Regions from separate parts of the Sus scrofa genome. Here region 2 is linked to region 1. A link is a contact called in public HiChIP or PLAC-seq data. All regions are on one chromosome and are shown on one strand. The core of a region is the stretch at or near the end of the contact, and the rest is flanking DNA. Distances in the headings are between cores, read along the strand shown.

Region 1 (2,965 bases), core at 320-2,819:
TGTGGACTGCCACACTAAAAAGTCCACATTGCATCCTGTACAACAGTCACACGACAGGTATTAACGCAACATTTATGTAAACATGTAAAGTTTCCTGACAAGTGGCATGTGCCTTTGAAAGACTTAAGCTTCATACCAAGGTGAATTGAATTGTCATCAGTGTGTCACAGGAGAAATTGAAGGCAGAGCCCTGTCCTAAGACGGGATCAGAAACCTTACATCAAGACCTGACGCAAAAGGGATTTTCAATGCTATCCTGCACAGGCTCCATTTACAGATTTCTCTCCGACCCCCCCATCTCCCGCCCCTTTCACAGACCCCAGCTCAGCCAAAAGGAACTGAGACCTTCACCACCTTCTCTAAAATCTACCCCCACTTTTCGCTCAGGAGCCAAGCTCTGCCGATATCCCTGATTAGCCCGCAATCCTACCCCCCACCGTGAAGCCCACCGCCGAGATCAGAGAACACAGGTCTCCTGATACTTCGGGTCTCTGAATCCTCTGGAGAGGGGGGCAGGCGTTCTGAGGAGCCCCAGGACCAGTGTGCCTCTTTACCTGCAGCCGCCGCCCGCCCCTCCTAATTCAACCTCGCCGGGCCGGGGGTGCTGCGGAGGACCCAATGCGGTGGCAGCGCTGGGCTCCGAGATCGCGAGGACCGCTCGTGCCGCAGCGCCCCTCGGGCCCGTCGCTGTCCAGTCCCGCCGACCCCACTCACCCCGGCCCCCCGGCCGCCGCTCTGCTCCAGTCCTCTTCCCCGAACCTGCTCCTACCTCCCCCGCCCGCCCATTGGCCCCACGCCGGGTGCGTCACTCCAGGGCCTGCACCAATCCACCGCGGCCTGCGCGCTGTGATCCCGCCCCACCCTCCCGCCGACTGCCAGCCAATCAGGCGCGAGCCTCGCCAGGGCAGCCCAAACCCCCGAGGAAGAGCCAATGGCAGAGGAAGACAAGAGCTGCCGGCGAGAGGGGCGGGGAGCTGGGAGGCCCCGCCTCGGTCGGGGTCTGAAAGCGGCGGGCGCAGGGCCCGGATGTGGAGAGTCACTTTAAACTGCTCCAGGAGCCAAACTCCCTGGGCCGCCCGCCCGCCCGCGCTCCCCCGGCCTCTCAGCTTCCCCGCCAAGGCCCACGCCCGCCACGCCCCCAAGCCCAACTCAGCCCAGCCTTCCCGACGGCTTTCCATTCCTTGTCGCAGGACACCCGGCCCCTGCAGCCGGCCCAACTGCCGTGCTCAGTTCACGAAAGAGTACAGGTCCGCGCCGCAGAAAACGAGGCACCGCTGCCCTTCTCTGGGGACGCGCAGCGGGACGGACGCTGCAGCCCGGCTCGGCCGCCCCGCCCCCTCGTCTCCTCCCCTCCCCTTTCCCTCCCCTCCTGGGCGCACGTCCCGCCATTACCTGAGTGCTGCGCCGAGTGGCCGCCTTGCCGCCTCGAGCTGGTTCCCGTGCGCTCTCCGCCTGCGGAGCCGACGTCCTCGGGCTCCAGGACCCGCCGCCGCCGCCGAGGCGCTAGCACTCGGTCCCCCACCCCTCTGCCCAGCGCCGCTGCTTCCGCCGCCGTAACGAGCCTCTCACCCACTGGCTGGGGTAGGCCCCGCCCTCATCCGGGAAAGCCAATCACCGTTCAATATGAGTGGAGAGCGGACGGGCCTGCCCCTCGGGGCTGCAGAGGCCTCTGGGAAAGGTAGTTCTGGTGCTGAGAAGGCGGGCCTGGGCGGGGCGTCCTGGCGACCCGGCCGAAGCAACACACCCCTTAGCTATTTAGCGACGGTTCTGCCGTTTTTCTTTGCCTAGTGAAAAGCTGCTACCCTTTTGCCTCATGTGATGGCACCAGGTTTCATTTTTCCGAGGGAGTTGCGGCGCGGGAATAGGGTAATGGAGGCCGACTGCAGCGTACCGAAGGGGCCGCAGGCAGGGCTGAGGGTTTTCCGGACTGTACTGGATTCTCCGCGCTGCGTGTGGGACTTGATGTCCCCATTGAGGCCATGACCCGCGAAGCTTGAGCGTCATGGGAGGCTCGGGTGCACGGAAACGAAGGGACTCAGTCGGGTTTGCACTGGCCTCGCTGCGTGGGGAACTTGGCCGGGAGCCGAGCACACTCGGGTTAAAGCGGGCTCGGAGAGGTGCCTTTGGCGCAGGACTCAGGCGCGGTGCACCTGCTCAGACTTTCCGGATTACGGAGAAGCGGAGGGAGGTGGTGGTGATTTGTTTTGTTTGGGGTAGAGTGTTGGAGTTATACGGCTGTGGAAGTCTTAGCCAAAGCTGCGAAAGCAGAATGAGTCTGATACTAGAGATTATGTCCCTCCGCCAATCTTCCTAGACGGTAAATTAGTCTGGAGTTTTGCGATAGGAAATAAATGGGGCTCAAATCCCTTCTTCCTTTCGTGCACAGCTACATTCTTAGTACAAAAAGGGCAGCTCAAGGCTATGCCCCCTCTCCTTTCTCAAGACATCTTCCTTTCTAACACTCTTCCCTTCTCACATTTCTTCTATAAGTAACTGACGTGATATACTTTAGCCATCTCTCTCCTAGACTCTGCCTGCTCCTGCCTCTTCTTACACTGCTCCCTCCACTAACCTACTCACCTTCACTCAGTGGTCCTTGCTTAGTTTAAGAGCAGGAATTCCTCCTTAAAATGGTCTTCCCTTGGCCTCCAGAACCACACTCTCTCCTGATTCTTCTTCTGCCCCTATTCAGCTGTTTTATACTTCTCTTTTCTCCAAGGCTCCGACCCTCTCTTAATGCTACACTATCTTCCTAAGTAGCTTAATACACTCTCACAATTTACAGCATCATTCTTCTGCATTTTTTTCTGTCTTTTATCTTTTTAGGGCCGCACCTGTGGCACATAGAGGTTCCCAGGCTTGGGGTCTAATCAGAGCTATAGCTGCCGGACTATGCCACAGCCACAGCAACGTCAGATCTGAGCCACGTCTGCGACCTACACCACAGCTCGTGGAAACGCCAGAT
Region 2 (2,856 bases), core at 259-2,758, 1.1 Mb before region 1:
AAGCCGAGAGCCACGTCCAACCTCAGCTTAAAAAACTATACAGTTTCTGGACTTCAGTACCTTTTACGATCAGGTAGGTGATGGCGAGGAGGAAGGCAAGGAGGATGGCGAACAGCAGCGAACAGAGAATTGAGAGGACCTGGACCGGCCAGCGCCGAGCTCGGGTTCGACCGCCCGCATCCGCCAAGATGCCATTCCGCTTATCCGCCAGGAGGGAAGACCCGTCCCCATCTGGCCGGAGGAGCGAGTCCTTTCTAGGTTCGGGCGACGCCCTGGCCGAGAATTCCGCTCGCAGGTCACGGGCTACTCGGTCGCATCCCTCCTCCTCATCGACTTCACCCTCACCCCAGCTGTCTCCCTGAGTGGAAGCGGAAAATGCCGGCCGAGCGAACGGGACAGGGGTACCCGGACGACGGCGCAGAGGGGCCGGGCGCCTCCCGCTCTCCACGAACGACATGGCGGGAAAGACAGTGAGGCCCAGAGAGCGAGCGTTGTTCACCAGCCCCTCCCCGCGGTCCCAGCAGCCAATCAACGGCCCCCCCCCGGCCTAAACCACCAGACAGAGGCGCGCAGGGGTGCGCAAGGGTGGGCGGCTGGGCGGGTAAGGTGCTGTGGAGTTGGAGAGGCTGGGCGTCCCAGGATCAGGGTACTACCCTCAAGCTGTAGGAGGGAAGGCGAGCAGAGAAGAGCGCAGAGGGGAGGAAAGAAGAGGCCGAAGGCAGTCAAGTCCCCTATCCCTGCACAGGTTCGTCTCGCCCTGAGACCTCGGCCATCGCAGCGTCGCCTCTAAGCAAGAGCGCGGCCCGGCAGCCCCAAAGTCGCACCTTCGTGGCACCCGGTCCTAGCGCCCGCCATGCGCCCTAATACACATTACCGACTCAATTTGTTTTCTCACTTTTACGCCTTACACTCGCTCCTACCTCCACCCCCGCTTCCCTCCACGGCAGTTCACCACCCCGCACCCTCACCTCCCTTAACAGCCCATTCCTCCTTCCCTTACGTTTTGTTCTCCCCGCCCCACTACAACTTCCCACCACGCAGCTTGGCACGCCTCCGGCTCCCCTCACTCCCCTATCCCGGCGCCCGCTCCCCAGTTGGATCTTACGGAGATCGAACCTTCTCAAGACCCCTCCTCTAGCCTTCTTCGCCCCCTCCCTCCAACTCGATCCGCCCCCCGCGCGCGCGCGCGCGCGCGTATCCGGCCACCGCTAACGCTAGAAGCTTTCCCCACCCCCACCCCCACCCTACCATCCCACCCCACCCTACCACCCCACCCCACCCCAGGCGGCCTCAGGTTTGTGGGGGCGTACGTAACTCGGGCGGGGGGTGAAGGTGGCAGAACCCCACTGCCCCACCCCCTTCGGGGTGAGGCGAACTAAGCTCGGGAGGCTGAGACACAGACGTCTTCCCTTCCCTGGGGTAAGTTACTGGAGTTTTTCCCCAAGAGGACTTGCAACAGAAACTTCCTCCGTCCCCCTCCCCCCTCCATGCAGGCGACGCCGAGTGAGGCTGAGGTTGGGAGCGAATCGCCGAAGAGCTGCGTGTCGGCAGCGCAGTCTGATTGGACAGCGGAGAAGCCTGTCAGCTTATTGGCCCCGCTGGTTCCGCCCCGTAGCGCAGGGCAGCCTTTAACCTTTGGCCCCAGTGGGCTCCAGCCACTCAGATCGCTTCTTGTTGGTATGTGTAGCGGCAGTGGCCGCCGGCGGAGCAGTCTGAGCCCGACGATGAGGCCGGGGACGGGAGCTGAGCGAGGAGGCCTCATGGTGAGTGAAATGGAGAGCCATCCTCCCTCGCGGGGTCCCGGGGACGGGGAGCGGAGATTGTCCGGCTCAAGCCTCTGCTCCAGCTCTTGGGTCTCTGCTGACGGCTTCCTGAGGAGACGGCCCTCGGTAAGGGATCGGTGGGGCAGGGGAAAGCGGCACAATGAAAACGGAGTCAGAGAGAGAGGAAGCTTTCTCCCAAAGGAGAAGAAGATGAGAGTGGACGAAGGAAGAGCTCGAGATGGTGGGATATGTTCCGGGGGAGAGAAATGGAGGGCGGGGGTGCACAAAGAAAAGGAAGTGGGACCCTGGAAGTTGCTGGTGGGTTTGGCCTAGGCAGTTGCGCGTTGGTTGTGCTGGTCGCGGGCGGGGTGAGCGTTTTGGAGAGGTAGGCCTGACTTAGCCGTGTTGGGGAGGCGGAGATTTGATTCTGTAGAGTCTAAAACAGGCTGCCAGAATTTCTTCACCTGTGTTAGTGGTGTCCGTAGCGGGAGGACAGCTGGGAGAATTGGCAGGAGATAGTTACCTGGTTTTAAGGCCTGGAACAATGAAGACACAGGTAAAGAAAGTAGTTGTCTTTTTATAGGAGCTCGTTAAGATGGATGAATTAGTTATTTACTTTAGTATCTATGAATGACAGACCTCGGTCTTTGGGATTTTTTTTTTTTTTTGGCATAAGTAATTTTTCTCAAAGATTCTGTTGTAAGTAGTATGTTTATGTATTAAGAGTGAAGTGTTCCTGAGGATCCATACTGTTGGTGTTTTATAAGGGTAGCCCTTATCTGAGTTAATTTGGTAACTTCGGCATTTTAAAGTTTAAAATCAATGTAGAAAGTAAGGATAAATGGCGCAATAAAATAAAAATAAGCTGTCTTATATCTGTGAAGTAGGACAAAGCTGTGGTTTTCACCATGATAGTTTTTAGGCTGGCGTTTAAACTGTATTCTCTCACTTTAGCAAGCCATTTAGTAATTGATTAAATCATCATGTTTTAAAAAATGAATTAGGTATCCAGTAATGATTTTAATTTTTTCCACTTTCTGAAATTTGCTAAGTTGCAGATTTAAGACCAGAAAGTAAATGTTGAATCAATAGT

What was found. HiChIP or PLAC-seq counts read pairs in DNA pulled down with a chosen protein or histone mark.
Region 2: an H3K27ac HiChIP or PLAC-seq map of alveolar macrophages shows a contact between it and region 1. The contact joins the promoter of ARL6IP6 here to the promoter of SAP130 in region 1. A contact is called at or near these places in 1 of 47 Hi-C or Micro-C datasets (liver) and 1 of 2 datasets of contacts at active chromatin or transcription factors (alveolar macrophages).

Annotation. Positions count from the first base shown.
Region 1 is chr15:59,311,005-59,313,969 of Sscrofa11.1, reverse strand. SAP130 (histone deacetylase complex subunit SAP130) reads right to left here and starts at 1,569. Exons shown (of 21, transcript XM_021076325.1): 1 at 1,393-1,569.
Region 2 is chr15:60,438,240-60,441,095 of Sscrofa11.1, reverse strand. ARL6IP6 (ADP-ribosylation factor-like protein 6-interacting protein 6) reads right to left here and starts at 1,508. Exons shown (of 4, transcript XM_001926700.7): 1 at 61-1,508. The coding sequence starts at 457. It overlaps PRPF40A (pre-mRNA processing factor 40 homolog A), which reads left to right and starts at 1,716. Exons shown (of 26, transcript NM_001244573.1): 1 at 1,716-1,889. The coding sequence starts at 1,725.